Linked DNA regions of Mus musculus: regions 1, 3, 4 and 5 are each linked to region 2. A link is a contact called in public HiChIP or PLAC-seq and promoter capture Hi-C data. All regions are on one chromosome and are shown on one strand. The core of a region is the stretch at or near the end of the contact, and the rest is flanking DNA. Distances in the headings are between cores, read along the strand shown.

The links. Promoter capture Hi-C pulls out the DNA fragments that hold promoters and counts their contacts. HiChIP or PLAC-seq counts read pairs in DNA pulled down with a chosen protein or histone mark.
Region 1: an H3K27ac HiChIP or PLAC-seq map of embryonic stem cells shows a contact between it and region 2, with 7 times the contacts expected there. The contact joins the promoter of Bcdin3d here to the promoter of Csrnp2 in region 2. A contact is called at or near these places in 1 of 39 promoter capture datasets (pre-B cells) and 2 of 115 datasets of contacts at active chromatin or transcription factors (both in embryonic stem cells).
Region 3: a promoter capture Hi-C map of liver shows a contact between it and region 2, with 2.7 times the contacts expected there. The contact joins the promoter of Kmt2d here to the promoter of Csrnp2 in region 2. A contact is called at or near these places in 2 of 39 promoter capture datasets (liver and pre-B cells).
Region 4: a promoter capture Hi-C map of hippocampal neurons shows a contact between it and region 2, with 7 times the contacts expected there. The contact joins the promoter of Rarg here to the promoter of Csrnp2 in region 2. A contact is called at or near these places in 3 of 39 promoter capture datasets (hippocampal neurons, liver and pre-B cells).
Region 5: a contact with region 2 is called in a promoter capture Hi-C map of liver, with 4 times the contacts expected there. The contact joins the promoter of 4930578M01Rik here to the promoter of Csrnp2 in region 2. A contact is called at or near these places in 3 of 39 promoter capture datasets (hippocampal neurons, liver and pre-B cells).

What each region holds. Positions count from the first base shown.
Region 1 is chr15:99,473,092-99,476,558 of GRCm38.p6, reverse strand. Bcdin3d (BCDIN3 domain containing) reads left to right here and starts at 1,829. Exons shown (of 2, transcript NM_029236.2): 1 at 1,829-2,103. The coding sequence starts at 1,867.
Region 2 is chr15:100,493,297-100,496,614 of GRCm38.p6, reverse strand. It overlaps Csrnp2 (cysteine-serine-rich nuclear protein 2), which reads left to right and starts at 1,376. Exons shown (of 5, transcript NM_153407.2): 1 at 1,376-1,581.
Region 3 is chr15:98,869,748-98,873,240 of GRCm38.p6, reverse strand. Kmt2d (lysine (K)-specific methyltransferase 2D) reads left to right here and starts at 2,036. Exons shown (of 55, transcript NM_001033276.3): 1 at 2,036-2,227.
Region 4 is chr15:102,255,949-102,259,274 of GRCm38.p6, reverse strand. It overlaps Rarg (retinoic acid receptor, gamma), which reads left to right and starts at 1,753. Exons shown (of 10, transcript NM_011244.4): 1 at 1,753-2,035; 2 at 2,736-2,805.
Region 5 is chr15:98,984,315-98,987,818 of GRCm38.p6, reverse strand. It overlaps 4930578M01Rik (RIKEN cDNA 4930578M01 gene), which reads right to left and starts at 1,854. Exons shown (of 4, transcript NR_045991.1): 1 at 1,733-1,854; 2 at 1-62.

The sequences.
Region 1 (3,467 bases), core at 580-3,079, 1.0 Mb after region 2:
GGTGGGGAAGAAGAATGAAAAAGAAAAGAAAAAAATTGAAACAAATCAAGCAGAGATCAAAATATAAAAGTAAAACTTGGGAAGAAAAAAATAGGACCTTTCTTTTCAGTTGGACATGACCTATATTACCTATTATAATCCTATCATGTGGGAGGTGGAGGCAGGAAGATCAAGAGTTCAAAGCCATTCTCTGCTACATAGGAAGTCCAAGAACAACCAGGACTACTGCACGATCTTGTCAAAAAGTTAAGCCAAAACACATTTGTGGAGGTGGGGGGGGGGGGTGGTGTCCCTAGAGACCTGTTGGAACCCTGTCGGTCCTTGTATAGATGCTTCAGTCTCTTATAAAGTTTAGCAAATTTTTGGCTTAGTAAGCTGGGAGGTCTCCATAAAATGGGCTGGTCAGAACACAGTGCCATGGGTTGATTCTAACAGGCTGGGCTCTCCTTACCTCTAAACCGAACTTACTGCTTAGGCCATGTGGTGGTTTGAATAAAAATGGCCCCCATAGGCTCATATGTCTGAATAGTCACCAGAGGGTGGGACTCTTTGAAAGGATTAGGAGGTGTGGCCTTGTAGGAGGAAGTTTGTCACCTGAGGTGGGTTTTGAGGTTTCAGAAGCCCAGGCTAAGCCTGGACTCTCTTTTTGCCTATGGATCAGGGTCTAGCTCTCAGCTACTGCTTCCCACCATGATGATAATGGACTAAACCTCTGAAACTGTAGCAAGCCTCCAATTATTTTTTTAATGAGTTGCCATGGTTACCTGTCTCTCCACAGCAATAGAACAGAGACTAAGGGAGGCTGACTCCTCAGTCTCTCTCCTCACCAGCTTTCCCCACCCCAGACCACATTTAAAAAGCTTTTAAAGTATTACTATTTCCTAGCGTGTGTACACGTGTGTAGAGTCCAGAGGCGGATGGCAGGCATCTTCTTCGATCATTTCCCACCTTATCTTTTGAGACAGAATCTCTCAGTGGGCCTGGAGCACACACCAACGCAGCTAGGCTGGCTAGCCGGCAAACTTCAGAGATCTGCTAGTCTGGGATTACAGGCATACACCATTACACCCTGCTTTTTATGTGGGTGTTTGGGATCCGAACTCAGGTCCACGAGCTTACCCAGCAAGCATTTCCTGATTGAACCATTTTTACAGAGTTCGGCCCACTTTTGGTCTTAAGTTTATCTCAACACATCTCTTTCAATTTAACTCTGTTCTCCCATTTTCTTTCTTCCCCCAAACAGATACGGCTTAGTCACTTGCATCTTGTACAGTTTTCATTCAACAAGTATTTACTGAACAACCGTGCGCCAGGATTTATGATAAATATAGGAGGTTCACAGCTGAAAAGTATCAATGTAGCAACTCCATCCTCTGGAATGAAGTCTATAGTTACTATGTCTGTCGGTCCCCTTGTGGCACCTTAAGTGTTCTAGAGCTTCCAGCTACGTTTTCTAAACCAGGCTCAAGTTCCTGTGTCAGTGCATTGTTGTGTGACCCCGTCACAGGCCCCACACACACACATACTCCCCAGACAAGGAATCCCCCTTCCTTACAGCTCACTTTGTGTATCTGAAAAGAAAGAAACTTGGACCAACTTCACTTTCAAGACCCCCACAAACTCCTTGCTTTGGTCAGTGGCCCAAGGTTCAACTCAAGTTGGGCAAGTCCGTTAAGTAAGAGGGGACGATCACGGCCTCCAATAGGATACCGAAAGCCCCGACTAGGCACTGGGGTCTTCTCACCTACCTAAACTCACCTTCTTTCAGACCTCTACCCTAGGCGCATGCGCGCTGGCGCTGCGCTCGCCCCCTCCCTCCGCGGGCTCCAGACTTCCGGTTCCGCCCCAACCGAGGGACAGAGCGTGATGGCCGCAGACGGGACATTGTCAAGAGGGGGCGTTGGAGAGGCTGTGGAGGAAGAGCATCCGGGGGCTCTGGAACCCGGGGCCGCCCCGTTCGGAAATTTCCCTCATTATTCCCGCTTCCACCCTCCCGAGCAAAGGCTCCGCCTTCTGCCCCCGGAGCTTCTTCGGCAGCTCTTCCCTCCCGAGGGTCCCGAGAAGAGGCCGATCCTAGGGCTCGACGTGGGGTGTAACTCCGGGGTGAGTGACGCGGCAGGGATCGGAGCGCCGGGAGCCCAGCGATGGTCAGCCTCCGCGTCCTCCGTGGTGCTGGCCTGGGCGTGGCATCAAAACTCAAAGCCCAGAGTGGGCTTTTAAAGTATAGCCTTGACAGACACGTGCACGTCCCAGCCCTCCCTTTGGGGCCCCACGGCCGAGTGAGGAATTTTGAGCAATCCACAACTCATTCCAAAAATTCCCGCCAGACCGCTGGGGAGGAGGACCGTCTGATCTGGACTTCCGGCGTTTGCCTCCTCTCTTGCTTTGCTGGTCTTCTTGGCTGGGGAACGGGGATCCCCTTCCCTTCCCCCCCCCAAAAAATCTGGGAATCCTGATTCCTAAAAGATAAGAGCCAGGGTGACGTAATCACGGCTGAAACTTAAGGCTGTAGATATACAGTGCAAGACAGACCTGGAGCCAGATCCTTATTTACTTGTGCTAACAGAGTACAACGGTGAACAGTAGAGAGGGATCAAGAAAGAAAATAGATCATCCGGCCAGAGGAGGAAGCCTTAACCACCTTTCCCACCGCAGAGTGTTTTCAGACATGTAATGATTAGAGTCAAACCGCAGCAAAAATAAGGAAATAACAGTCTCGCCTATTTGTAGCTAGTTAGTGGATGTCCCAGTGAAGCGGGCAGTTTTATCCAACATTACAAATGGTTAGGACCCTCCGCCATTCGCTCCACATTCCATCACCAGAGTCCAGGGATAGACCTTTTGCCCACGTGTAATTCTAGCTCTCAGAAGACAAGCATTCCCACAAGTCTGAAGCTAGCCTAGGCTACTAAGACCATGTTTCCAAAAACGACAAAAAAGAGACATTGGTGGGTGGTGAAGACCTTTGAGGGTCTCAGTTGAGGAGAGCTTTTGGTTATAGACTACAGTAACCAGCTGGGTGTGTGTCCCTGTAAACGTGTCACCGTGGTATAGGAAACCAGCAGAAAAACAGAAAAGAAAAACATTTTTAAAAAAAAGATTTTAAAATTGTAAACAGTATATACAGAGCCACAGTAGAAAGGACACGGTTGCAATTGACTAAGGCAGTTGTTCTCAAGTTTACTTTTGAACATTTATTTATTTACGCATTTATCCACTCATTTTTGTTTTACACAAGTTCTCTCTGCCCTCAATATGGAGACCATGCCGGCCTCAAAAACAGAGTCCGATAGGAGGGAAGCAAATCAGGGTAGGAGGAAATTTAGTGGCGTGGTGTGGGTCCTTGTGCCTTCAACTGTGACTTTGAACAAAGTTAGTGTGACTGTGCAGTTTGTTAGACACACAGAATCTCAGCCTACCCCACCCCCACCCCCGTCTACTTAGCCAGCATCTGTATTTTAAGATGA
Region 2 (3,318 bases), core at 127-2,626:
ATTTGAATAGCACACACACACACACACACACACACACACACACCCTACATAAAGTTTAATCCTGTCGTGCATCCACCTAGCCAATAAATACTCACTGTGCTCCTAAATGTCAAATAACCAGATTTTAAAAACCTGGTATTGAGAATACAATAAATAAACAACTCTTCAATTCAAGTTCCATGGAATCCAGTCAAGACAGAAGACTAAAAAACAACAAATACAAGTGGTAGTGATGCCAAGGAAATAAAGAGACCAAAAGAAGCAGTTATTTCAAATCATGGCTCTCATTCCAGTACTTAAGAAGCTAAAGCAGGCTTTTAAAATGGGAGGCAGGCAGATCTTGGGGTTCAAGGCCAGCCTGGTCTACAGAGGGAGTTCCAGGACAGCCAACGCCACAGAGAAACCCTGTCTCAAATAAACAAATTCAAAACCATCTTGAGCTAAAAAGACCCTGTTCAAAACCAAACGGTGTGTGTGTGTGTGTGTGTGTGTGTGTGTGTGTATGTGTGTGTGTGTGTAATGTATTACCTCTCTAATATGAAGACCTGAATAGTTACTAACTGAACCAACGTATGGCTGGTTGGCATAAGATTGTAAAGGTAAGCCGGGCGTGGTGGCACACGCCTTTAATCCCAGCACTTGGGAGGCAGAGGCAGGCAGATTTCTGAGTTTGAGGCCAGCCTTGTCTACAAAGTGAGTTCCAGGACAGCCAGAGCTATAACTTTTTGGTCCATATTTTGCCCACTTTAAAGATGAACTGCAAAACTGTGATTATCAGAGACAATAATTAAAAAAAGAAAAGAAAAGAAAAATTTAAGAATGTGAAGAAATCAGCCCGTATAGTGGCGCACGCCGTTATCCAGCATTCAGGACGCAGAGGCAGGTGGATCTCTTCAGTTCGAGGCCAGCCTGGAATAGTGTGAGTTCCAGGGCAGCCAGAGCCATGTAGAGAGACCCCGTTTGGGGTGGGAAAAATGTTGAAATCGATCCATCATATAAATAGATAGGTCATTGCTCATAATTTCTCTTATAAATTAGGCCAGCTGCAGCAAGTCATATGGGACAACCCCGTGAGAATCACGTTCCCCAGGCATGGGGTGAGGTTCTGGTGCGAGGAAGTGTAGCCGAGGATCCGCAGCCTCCCGCTTCAAGGCGGGCAACTGCCCTACAGGCGCTCTCCGGGGTCCGCCGCGAATGTTCCAGGGTGGGCGAGGGCTTTTGGGCACTGGCCGCCTCCAACTCCCGGCATGCCTTGGGTGTGGGCCAAGTGTAGACTCCATTTCCCAGGCTGCCCCGGGCCTCGGCCGCGACGCGCCGGCGCCTATAAGAGGCAGAGCGCTGCAGCCGGAGCCTATTGTTAGCCGGAGCCGGGACGGTTCTGGTCTTCGCTGCCCGGGGAGCCAGAGTGCAGAGCCGCCCGACCCCCGCCGCCTGCCGGCCGGCCCACACACCCTGCAGCCCCGAGAGCCACGCGACGGGCCTGGGAGCCGGCACGCCTCGGTCTCCCCTCCTTGCACACGGGCTGAGTAGGCAGCGGGGGCGGCGGAGACCGTGACGGGAGAAGCGGCTGCGGCGGGGCCGGTAATGGGCCTGGGGTGCGGGGAGGAGGGGTCCGCCTCGTCCTTGCCTGGCAGCAGTTCTCGGGCAGCCGTGGAGCAGCGCTCCGGCGCCGAGCTGTGCGGACTAAGGAGGCGGGGGGCGGGGAGCCGAGGCGCCTCTGGGAAGAGGCGTGAGAGCTAGGGGCGCCGGGGACGCGGGTCGGGCTGCAGGCTAGCTCGAGGGATGGATGGGCGGCTTGGAAGCCGGCTGGATTGCGGCTGACGGCTGAGTTCGGAATGGAGTGGGCAGTGATGTAGGATGGAGGGAAGTGAAGGAAGGGGAGGGGGCCTGGAGGAAAATGTGGGAGGAGTGGTTGGGAATTTGTGAGTAGCAGGCAGGAGGATGTGGAAGGCTGTGGGGACTGCAGAAGATGGAAATGAGCGGGAAGGTTAGCGGGAATCCATGGGTTGAGAGCGGAAGGGTTCTTCAGCGGTGCTGAGGGGAACTGGTGACTTGGCATGTCCCTTCTGCTCTGATTCCCGATGTCTCCCATTTTTTCTGGCGTTGTGTGCAAAAATGAGAGCATCACTTGTCCCGGGTGCTAGCTTGATCCTTTTCGCAGGCCTAAACACGCAGCCGCCTGCCATCCATCCTTTGAGTGCTATGGTCTTGATTCACCCTTTTAGAAGGGTTGAGAGTGACAGTGTGACACAGAAACCATTCTTCAGTATGAAAGGTTAGAAGTTATCCCCAAGAGATGACACTGTTCCCCGTGTCCTCCAGTTTTCGTGGTTAGAACCCCAGCCGATTCACATTCTCCTTTTCTTTGGTGGCTTTAAATTTTACAGATATCCAAAACCAGGGTGTTGGTGTGTGGGAGAGTTATAAATGGCGATATCCTTCCGAGGAGAGTTAATGCGGCATCATGTTCCAGGTCTCTCACAAAGCTCTGTGTCTTCTAGGATGTGGCTTTAATGTAGGAAGCCGAATTCTAACCTAAACGGGGACAACCTGGGGAGTAGAGGAGGGAAGGGGCCTTCTTTAAATACCTAGCTTAAGGAGGAGGTTTACACCGAGTGTCTTCCCACTTCCACGATCTTGGGGATCGCAAGGACACGTAGAGCCATAAGATAGTATTTGCGAATCACCCACAGTATCTTAGAAAGGGGGAACAAGGTAGGGCATCGTACTCAAGTGTTACAGTGTTGCGGTATAACAGGAGCCTCGCTGCCCCAGAGTGTCTGGTAGTCTTCACAGTCCTATAAGAGGTTCCTTGACCTTTGGCAGAATATTGGGTTTGAGTTGGGTGGAAAGATTGTCCCCTGTGTTAGGGTTTTGGAGTCATTTAGGAAAAAGATTCACATTACCCAAGCTTTACAAGAATTCTCTGTGTCCAGAGTTTCCCCTGAACTGTGTTTGTTGTTGATGATTTTGGGGTCAGTGCTCCTCTGCATAGCACTGTCTGTCTTGGAATCCACTGTGTAGCCCTGGCTGGCCTGGAACTCACAGAGATTCACCTGACTCTGTCTCCTTAGTGCTGGGACTGGGCCTGCTTCGCCACACCCAATTTTTGCTATTCTTATATAAGTTGGGATTTGAGGTTTGAGCCCTTATCAGCCTGAAGAAAGCTTAGACTGAGTACTGAAATATGCATGCTGGTTTTATTTGGTGCTAGCCTAATGTCATCTATGTTCTGTAGCTGAGAACTATATATGACCCTTTGGGAATTGTCCAGCTGGAAACAGAAAACACTGTAAGGCATGTTGTCAGTCAGAATGT
Region 3 (3,493 bases), core at 787-3,286, 1.6 Mb after region 2:
GGATGGAAGTCAGGCCTTAAGGCTTTGCAGTGAGTGCCTTTTACTCTCGGGGGGGGGGGGGGGCATCTTATAGGCCCTTAAAGCTTTTCTTTTCTTTTTTAATCTATGGGAAAATGTCCCCTTTGGTTTGCACTATGGGTTAACTTCTCAGAGTGACTCCTTGGGCGATTTTTTTCTTGTGTAGCCTCAGCCTTTTCACTTGTAATATGGAGATAATTCCACAATGTTGGTGAGGAAAGGGGGGGGGGAATATAAAGTATCGAGTACATAGTTAATTTGTCTCAACCTGCTTACTCCATGTATACAGTCTGTGCAGAAAGGTAATTCTAGTCTTCCCTCCTTCCATACTTGGGAGTGCGGGAGCTTGCCAAGGGTCTTATTCAGATTAACAATATTCCAACCAAGTAGCAGAGTATTTAGCTTAGTTTAAGGAAGAAGAAGAAGAAATAAAAGACAGGTTTAGAAGATTTTCGGGAAAATTAAATATGGGGTGGGGACACTCTACATTGATGTTTTGGTCGGGAAGTGGTTGTTTGGGGATCGCGAGGACACCGACAATACTTCTACTCCAAAGGGTCTTGGAGTTAGAAGACCTGAGAGTCGTCCAGCTTTCTTCCGGCCCCCAAACGTGGCAAGAACCCACCCTTTGCAGCGCCAGGCACGGTGCCTCACTTTCTCCATTTGCGGACTCCAGTTCCCAGGATGCAGAGCTGCGGCCAATCTCCAGGCTCTCTTTTCACCCCCCACCCCCCCTTGGCAAAGATTGTCCCCCAGCCAAAGAAAGGAGTTCCAAGGGTCAGTGACTTTAGGGAACAGAATTAAAAAGTGGCCAGAATCCTAGCTTTACCACCCAGAAGGTAAAGGAGGCAGCTCCTGGGCCGTGGCGAAGAAGAGGGGGGCTTTATTCCCACGTGTCTGCCCGGCGGCCAGCCTGGCGCAGTCGGGGTTAATCTGCAGCGGAGGGATCCCGGAGCGTGTGCGTAGAACTGCAGAGTCACAGCCTTTCCTCCAAGAGGGCTGTACCCCTCCGCCGCCCCGCTCCAACACAAAATAGGGCCTCCTCTTCTCCTTTCTCCCCTTCTCGAGTGGGGTTCCCCAGGCAAAAGGGCCCCCTGGATCTCGCGCCGGACGCTCCACGAGTCTCTACGATCGCTGCCCAGCTCCAAGGCGAGGAAAGAGCCTCTTCGCAGGAACCACCCTACCGGCCGAGCAGGAGGCGGAGGGGGGAGGCGGAGCGGCGCCGCGCTGCACTACTTTCCTCTCCGGTTGCAAATGGCTGCCTCGTTCCCCACTTTCCGCTCAGTTTCCTGACCCCCCGGCGCCGGGAGCCGGGGTTGGACCATGCACCTCTAGACCCCCCGCGATCAGTGCCTGCCGGGGGTCTAGGGGGTGCCGCTGACCACAGGCGGCCAGGCCGGGGGCGGGGCAGCTCCCGAGGCCAGAGGGGAAGGGAGGCGAGCGCTGGGCCTGGAGCGGCCGGAGGGGAGCGGGCAGAGGGCTCGCACCGCCCGCCCCTTCCTCTTCCTCGCCCACCAACCCTCCTCCCTTCCCCGGGGGGAGCAGAAGGTGGGGGGCTCGAAGCCGCCGAGGGGGGACGCTCGGGGTCGCGGAGCCCGGCGCTGGGTGTGTGTCAGGTTCGGCCCCGCCGGCTCCGCGTCGCCGTAGCTCGCGCGGCCCCGGGGCGCCGGCCCGGCGGGGAGAGGGGCTCGGCGCGGCTGCGAGGGGCTCACGTTCCATCCGGGCCCGGCGCGCGGCGCGGCGCGGCGCGGCATTCCTTCCGGGCTGCTGGGGAGGCGCCTCGACGTTCCATCTGGAGAGCCTCGACGTTCCGCCCGAGCCCGGCGCGGGCGGCCGGGGCGCTGGCCGGGCCCTAGGACTGAGAGGCCGCCCCGCGACGCGGATGCGGAGCCTGCTCGCCCAAGATCAAAGCCACCGGTGCTCTCTTTGTGTCCGCTCGGGATTCGCCGCCCTGGGGCTGTTCATGGAAACCTAAACTGCTGGAACCTGAGGCAGAGAACCCCTGTTGGATTTTTGCTTTTTTTTTTTTTTTTTTTTTTAAACCCCCGGGGGAAGGGTGACCACTCCGACCTGGATTTACCGTTCTTGGTCTCCCTAAGCCCCCCCGAGTGGGGGGCGGCTGTGCTCGCTCTGGCGGTTGGAGGTCGGGGAGCGGCCCGGGCTCTGGCCATGTTCTCGGATGAGGATTTCTGGATCGCCCTGTGAAGAGGTGAGTGAAGTCCGCCCGGCCTGGGCCCAGAAAGGGTTGGACTAGGGGCACAGCCAGATGGACTATCTTGGCCGGTGGCTGGCCTTTAGGTTGGAGAAAGGGGTGCCAGAGCTGGGGAGGGTTCCTTTGGCAGGGTCTGTCAAGGGAATCTGAGCCAGTTGCCACGGCAGAACCGAGGCCTGGTTTCTTGGGGTGTGCCTCTTTAAAGATTGGGGGTTCAGGGAACTACAGGAGTTTGGGAACATGTCCAGATAGCCTCTCTGCCTGTTTATTTTTGTGTTGAGGGAGTTCGACCAAACTAGGACCCAGGCCCTGATGCCAACACCAATCCCAGGCTGTTGTCCCCCACCCCCACCCCCAGGGTTCCTTGGGACAGAGCAACTTGGTGGGGGGATGCCACTGCCAGGTCCCACATACTGCCAGATTGGACTTTAATGTTGTTCCTACCTACCTGGGCACCCAAAACAATCCGTGGGAAACTCAAGGAGCCCTGAGTCCTTCACCCGGGAGGTGGGGGGGGGGGGGGAGGGTGGGTGGAAACTGGTGCGATGAAGAGGGGAGCTGGGGCATGAAGGAGGTGGGGCTGGGGCAGCTCTGCCCCTGCTGTTCAACTTAACTACTCTGCCTGGCAAAGTGACCCCAGCAAGGCCTAGTGGTGTCTTAGCCTGCTTCGTTTCCCCTCCTCTTGGGATGGACATAATCTCCGGGGGATTATAGAGGAGGCCGTTGAGATCTGTTCTCTACGAATGTGGGCTGCAAAAAAATGGCTTTTGTCTCTTGCTTTCTCTGGGCCTAGTGTAGAGTTAGCTGCCCATGAGTCCCTGGCCAATCCTGAAAGCCCCCGCCAGATCTCTACAATGCTTTTCTGGCTACGGAATGGTAAATAGTTCTCAGGTGCTGCCCCGGCTCTGCAGAGTAGGCTAGCTTGTGCCTCTTTGATGGAGAAATGACTTTATTTGTGCTCTTTTCTGCTGGAAGCCAGTGTTTCCAGCCCTGGTAGGAGGTGCTGGGGAGAAGGGGTGTGTATCTACAGCAGGAAGGGTGCAGCATGAGCCTCCCGCCTCAGCCTCTGGGCCCCGGGCTGGGGACAGCCTCTCTCACACCTGTCATGTTGCCCAGCAGGGATTTGGCTAGTGCATTTTGCGCCCTCATTCCACCCCCTCCAAAATACATTTGCTAGGTCTCCTTGAGTATTGTCTCAGAAAGGGGAAAGCAGGGGGTTTGCCCTTGAAAGCTTTCTGAGAGTTGGCATAGGGGTGCGGGGTA
Region 4 (3,326 bases), core at 504-3,003, 1.8 Mb before region 2:
ACCAGTGCAGAGAGCTGAGCAGGGTGGTGCCTGGGTCTGTGTCCCAGTGCCTGGGCAGGAAGGGAATGGTGCCCAAGCCTGGTTCATGAGGACAGGAGACTCATTCACTGTAAACCAACTACAGATGTGCCGGGGTGGGGTGGGGAGGGGGATTAGGGCCACATTCCCAAACCGCAGCTGGGCCCGCCCCTCCTTCCGCCAGCCACCACCAGGGCAGGGCAGGAGGGGTTAATTTTGCAGCCTCCTGGCAGGATCCCTGCCACACAGGCAGCTCACTATCCCACCCCAGCCTGAATGCCAGGGTCCAACTCCCGGACACACACCCCTCCCACACTGCTAAGAGCTGCTCCCAGGGTAACCGGCAAAGTCAACAGCAGTCAGGCCACCTGGGGACGGGACCCTGGAGTACCTATTCCCAGCCCTGGAGCGAAAGGCAGAGTTTCGTCTGTGCTCCCCCCCTTCCTCCCCCACAACGTCTCTGGTCTCTTGGGATTGCCACAGCAAGCCTCTCTTTCCCCTTCTCCTTTAGCTGATAATGGCTACCCAGAAAAGCCTTTCCCAGGAGGGGGATGCCTGGCCCCTAGGGTGACAGCAAGACCAGAGCTGAGTAATTCCAAAGTGGAAAATGTGATGTGATTCAGGGGCCCATTCCCCAGGTGCTGGCCACTCTGGGAGCGTTGCTGAGGATGGTCCTTTGGGCTAGTGCCTGGCCCAGCCCGTCCAATGAGCTTTCTCCTCTTCTGGAGTCGTGACCATCCCTGTGAGAGTGCATAGGACTTCACTTTTCTCTGGCTCTGTGCTCTGTGGTATAAAGTCAAACTATTGGCTTCCCTCTCTAGGTTCGAGAGCCTTTCAGCCTCGGTTTGTTTGGAGACAGAGAATATCCCTATTAGACACAGACTTTGGGCTTCTAGAGACCCAGCGTCAACAACATTCGTGGCGCATCTACCAGGCAGCCAGGCAGGCCTCGCTGGCTGAGCCAGACACACACCCTCGCCTGGGCTTTCTCCCTCACACCCAGCGCAAGGCTCCTCCCATCCCCCCTCCTCCCTAAAGTTCTTTCAGCCCTCCTCCCAGCCAGCCTCTCCCCCTCTAAATCCAAGTCTAAAGGTGGGGACGATATTGGCAGCGAGAGACCCACGCGCTTTAACTCCTGGAGTCAACTTCAGGCAGAATGAGAGGGAGGAAGCCTGTGAACCCAATTCGTAGCACCTTCATCGTAACCCCCACTAGTTAAACCAGTTTGCTCCTAGGCCATAGGACAGAGAAGGCCAGAGGAAGGGATACTGCTTTGACCTGCAGGTGGAGGTTAACTAAGAAAAGGGGACAGTGCCTTCTCCTCTGGTATACTCCTGCCCCATCACTCCACGTCTTGGCAGTGTCCAAGTCTCTCACTGCCTACCCTGGGAGGTACCAGAGACCGGCCTGGCAGAATACAGCGTGGCTAAAGACAACTCAGTCTCCCCAAATGGCTGGAAGGGGGATAGCGCCAGAGAGAAAGGGTTGGCATCATGGAGCCCAGGACACTGACCTCTGCCAGCTCTGCCCGGCCTCCCGGGGATGGAGCCACGGAAGCCTAGCAAATGGGAGGGGCAGAGACCCAGGCGTCCTGGGCCGCCCCGCCCAGTCCTCCCCCCCCCCAGCCACCACCCCCCCCAGCCCCAGGGCACCGAGGAGGGAGCCGGGCAGGGGCAGGCGGCAGGGGAGGGAGGAGCGAGGGCGGGAGGAGGAGGAGGGAGCCAGGCAGGGAGGGAGGTGGGGGGGGTAGGGAGGGAGAAAAAGAAAGAAAATATTTTCCGTGTCCCCGCCTGCGGAGTCAGTGTGCGGTTTGGGAGAAAATGTGTCGGATATTTTGGGGCGGTCACGTGGGCGGGCGGGCTCCGAGAGGCCCCGGGATTGTCCCAGCCTAGAGCCGTGCCCCCCTGAAGCCCCCCATTACCGCGAGTCACTAACACCGCGGTGCTCCATCCCCGAGACCGCCCGACGCCGGGACCTCGGGGCTCTGCGGCCTTCCTTCCCCCGCCCTCCCCTCCAGGTGAGTCAGGCGGGGAAGCCGGCTCGCCCGCCTGGCCGCCCTCCGGCCGCGGACGCCGGGGCTCCTCTGCTGAAATGAGCCAGGGGCGGGGGCGTCGGGAGCCTTGGGGTCCTTTCCCTCCGGGGGTGGCCAAGCTGTTAGCCGAGCTTATGCGGAGGCTTCCTGCCCCAAGTTGGGGTCAGTCGTGACCCGGGAAGAGAAAGGGGAGATTTTTTTTTAGACAGACTGAGGATGGGCCGGGTTGTCTGCCCTTGATTTTGGTGAGTATTGAAGGAGAGCATTTAGGAAAGTCTTGGGCAAGCGAACCAATGTTCCTGTACTCGGAATGTCAGAGAAGACGGGTTTTCCTCCTCTGGGAAAGGATGGCATTCTTCCACCGGAGTGGGGCGGGGGCATACTGAAGGGTGGATCTGATGGTCCAAGTACCCTTTCTCCAGTGGATTGGCAGGGCTCTGTATGGGGACTAGGAAAGCTCTAGCAAGTGTCTAGGTGGGTAAAGTGGTCTGTGGAGTTTGGACTGCAGAACCTGGATTCTCTCTGATCTATCCCTTACTGCACAAGTGAGCCAATGAAGGGGAGCTCTTTTAGAATATTCTCAAGGGGAGGCCCCAGTGGAACAAAGCTAGAGTTATAACGCCCGGACAGGTTCAGGAGAGCCCCTGTCCTGGAGTGCCACTGACAGCGCCTCTTTCCTTTCCAGCAGTTTCCACCAGGTCCCTCACCTCAGCCTGGCCCAGTATGTAGGAGGGACTCTCTGCAGAGGCCAGAGGGTAAGAATATGCTTAGTTGGTGGTCATGGGGATGGGGCAGCAGGGATGTCTGTCTCGGGGAGGGAACTCAAGGACAAAATGCTCAAATAATTCCCTCTTGTAGGGCTTAAACCCGGGGCAGTTGGGATCCTACTCCTCAAATTTGAGGCTTCTGCCCTTATGGTTATTCTTCGGGTACTGAGTTAGGGTTTGAGGACCACAGCCATTGTCAGTAAGGATACTTAGAGGGGGTCAAGGGGAGTGTGTGTCCAGGGTGCTCGGAGCTTGGTTATCCCAACACACACACACACACACACACACACACACACACACACACACACACACAGTGGCTTAGAACTGGTAGGCAGCATAGGACACGCCCCCCCAACCCCGGGGCACACCCCCACCTCTGGCTCAGAAAGCCACCTAACTGGCACCTCCAGTTCCCCCCTCGGCCCCACCCTGCCCGTGCCCTCTGATGCCCACACACATTCCACTGGCATTGCCTGCCTGCCTCCTGGGTACTGCCCCTCCCTGGGGCC
Region 5 (3,504 bases), core at 605-3,104, 1.5 Mb after region 2:
CTCTGGTGGCCAAAGGAGGAGGCTGTCATGTTCCAGGGCACCCTGGCTACAAGGTAAAAACCCTGTCAACAAAACAAGAAGAAAAAAATGTGTGTGTGCCTCCCCGAATTCAATCCCTAATGCCTCAAGTCCATAAATAACACACAAAACCAAAAGGATATTTTAACGTTGTCCCTTTAAAAGAAAAGCATTCCAAACTGCTCTTCTCTGAGCTAAGCCTGGAATTAAGGCGAAGGGGCTTGGCTCAGGCCTCGAGCCTTGTCACATTCCACAAACACTTGGCCCATCTGCTGTCTGACTGATTTTCAGACCAGAAGTCACATGTGGCTTCAGCTCTTGACAGCTGAAGTTGTCTTCTTGTGGAATTGGAATTTCAGTTTGGGACTGGTTGGGATGAGTTCACACACACACACCCTAAAATCAGGTTCTGTGGGTTAGAGAAAGCTCTCTGAGCCAGGAGGGATAGGCGGACATTTTAGAAACAACACAGGCTTATTTGTTGGAAACTGCCCCCAAATCAGGCTTGTTTCATGTCTAGTACTGCTCATTGCTCGTGTGTGTTTTGGTTCCTACTAAATTTCATCTGCCCGCTAAGTATCCGCTTGTATTGTGTTTAGAACAATGGAATATTTGTGTGCTTCTGTGAGAGCTACACAGCAGGAGACTGGCTGCCCGCAGCTGCCCCAGCCCTCAGACAGCCCTGAGACCAGCCTGGTTAGCCCTCCTGGAGACCCTTCAAAGGCTCCCTTTCACATTCGAGGCTCAGCTAGAACAAATAAGCAGATGTCACCGGCTTATCTTTACGTTTGTAAGTTTAAAAAAAAAAGTTGATAAAATTTTTCATAATATTTGAAAAAAATATTAATATTCACAAATTGTGAATATTCATAATTCTGCCTTGTGTTGGTTGATGGCAGCTACCCCTACAGTGGGCATTAGCAAAGCTTTTAATCTCGGGGTTCGAAGTTCCCAAAATATGTTACCTCATATTTTAAAGAACCTCGATTTAAAAATCATAAGCGCTTTTGGGGACAAGATCTGTTTTGCACTTCATATTTTCCACACATACGTCGAGGCTTTAGACATGCAGCAGATATCCATGGAGTTCATGAGTATTAGCTAGATGCTCTGGCACACGATGGTAATCCCAGCACTCAGGAGGCAGAAGCAGGAGGTTCAGGAGTTCAAAGACAGCTCCCACCCCCACCCCCACCCCCATCCTTGAAGGTCTCAAAAGAAATAAAGCAACTAAGAAAAGCATTAAAGAGACAGCGAATGTGAGCTCATGCCAAGTTTAGGCCACACCATCGGCACAGTACAATAACGCAACATCATTTACTCCAAAAATACCCTAAGTGCTTTCCAGTCATAGATTATCTCATTTAGAAACTCAGGCTGCGGGGCTGGAGAGATGGCTCAGCGGTTGAGAGCACTGACTGCTCTTCCAGAGGACCTGATTTCAAATCCCAGCAACCACATGGTGGCTCACAACCATCTGTAAAGGGACCTGGTGTTTCTGAAGACAGCTACAGTGTACTCATATAAATAAAATATATAAATTAAAAAAAGAAAGAAAGAAACTCAGGCCGCGTCACAGGTGCGGCTGTGAGGGTTAAAGGGGGCTGCACTTGGAAAAGACCAGATGTCACTATCACCCTTTTTTTTTTTTTTTTTGGTTTTTCTGTATAGCCCTGGCTATCACCCTATTTTATATGTGACAAAGCTCACTCACACAAGAAACACCGCTAATCAACAGTCTTCCCGGCTGGCATTCTCCAGTTTTGTTACTGTTGTTTCTGTTTTGTTTTGGACAGAGTCTCCCGGTGTGGGACAGACTGGCTTCTTCAGTCTCCCAAGGGTTTGGGTCACAGCTGTGCATCCCCGTGTCCATCCTCCGGGACTTTCCAGGCTACCAACCACACCCATAGCTCCATTCCTTAACCACCCTCCCTCGAGCCACAGTGACGTGCTTCCTCTGAAAGACCATCCCAGAAGTGAAAGCGCTCAGTACACCAGGTTTGCGATTCGTTCCCTGGGCTACCTCACTTCGTGTTTACAACATCGCCTTTGTGAGTCGGCCACTAATACCTCAGGTGTAAGGAATAAAGGACTGGAGAGTGGGGGTTAACCACCCGGAGGCAGGGGGCTAACGATAAACGGTGAGAACACAGCGCGCCTGCGCTGGGTCTCTGCGCTTACCGTGCTGCTATGGGCCGCCTGCTTCTCTAGTTCCTCTGTGTTGTTAGTAACACTCCAGTCAGCCATAACGCGTGTGCCTGTTTCAACCCGCCCCGTGAATACAAACCCAGTTAGATGTTGGCTTGTGCCATGAAGTCATTTCAAGAGCTGAGTGAAAACAAGGGAAAGGTTCTGATGCTAGCCGCATCAGCTGGGAGGAAGAGGCAGAAACGTTTAAAAGGAGCTCCACAGGGCACAGAGAGGAAAAGGACAGACAAGTCAAACAGAAAATACAGCATGGCGCGGTTCCTGTTTCTAAAAGTCACACAAAACAAATGACACACTTATACACATACATCCGTGAAGACCGAAGGAGAAATGTTGGTAACATTGGCTCTCTGGACCGGGGCCTGGCTTAAAGTGACAGAGTAGTGACATTTTATAAGATAGTTTATTAACATAATGGGTATGTAAGAGAAAGAAGAACTGGGCGGGGGCAGAGACGTTGTCAGAAAATAAAAGATCAGAATAAATAAATCTAATAAACATTTAAAAAAAAGAAAAAGAAAATAAAAGATTACCCCCTTGCTGTAAAGGTTGTGGCAGGAACACACTAGGCTAAAGCCACTGGTCTGTGTCCATAGAGACAGACAGATGTCGGCTTAACCTCTCATCGTGAATTCGATGGTTTTCAATATTTAATATTTCTTACTTCTACCAAAAAGGTTCTCACATTGTGGCTCTCGGAACTGGACCAGCCTGGGCGGGGGAGGGGAGGTATCGGCTGTGTTTCTTTGTGTTGTTGGACTAATTTCCTTATCTACCAAGAGGAGAGGCTAGAAAGAGACAGGCTCCAGAGAGTGGTGTGAGGATTAAATGAGAGAATAAATGGACAATAACTCAGGCCACAGGGACATGTGGGCCCCAGCCCTCCCACTTCACCTGATCTCTAACTTTATCTTTAAGATAATTAAATGTCCCTCTCTGAGAACTTTTGTTGTTCATTACTAATGGCCTACATCAACGCCAAATTAAACGAATAAAGCCTTGGAAATTTGGTATAATAGCTTGACAGACAGGCTTCATGGATTTGAAGCTTTACATTGTGCAAATGTATCTTTCTAAGCATTAATAGTATGGTTCATCTATTAATTTTAAGAAATATATTTTACCGGATTTAAAAAATAATACATCTCTCTTCCCTGAGACATTCAATTTTTTTTTTTTTTTTGAGAAGTCAAATTTTTGATGTGAGAGACCAATCACCCAGATCAGAGAGGCCATTTAAAGTACAAATCAGCCGGGCGTGGTGGCACACGCCAGGGG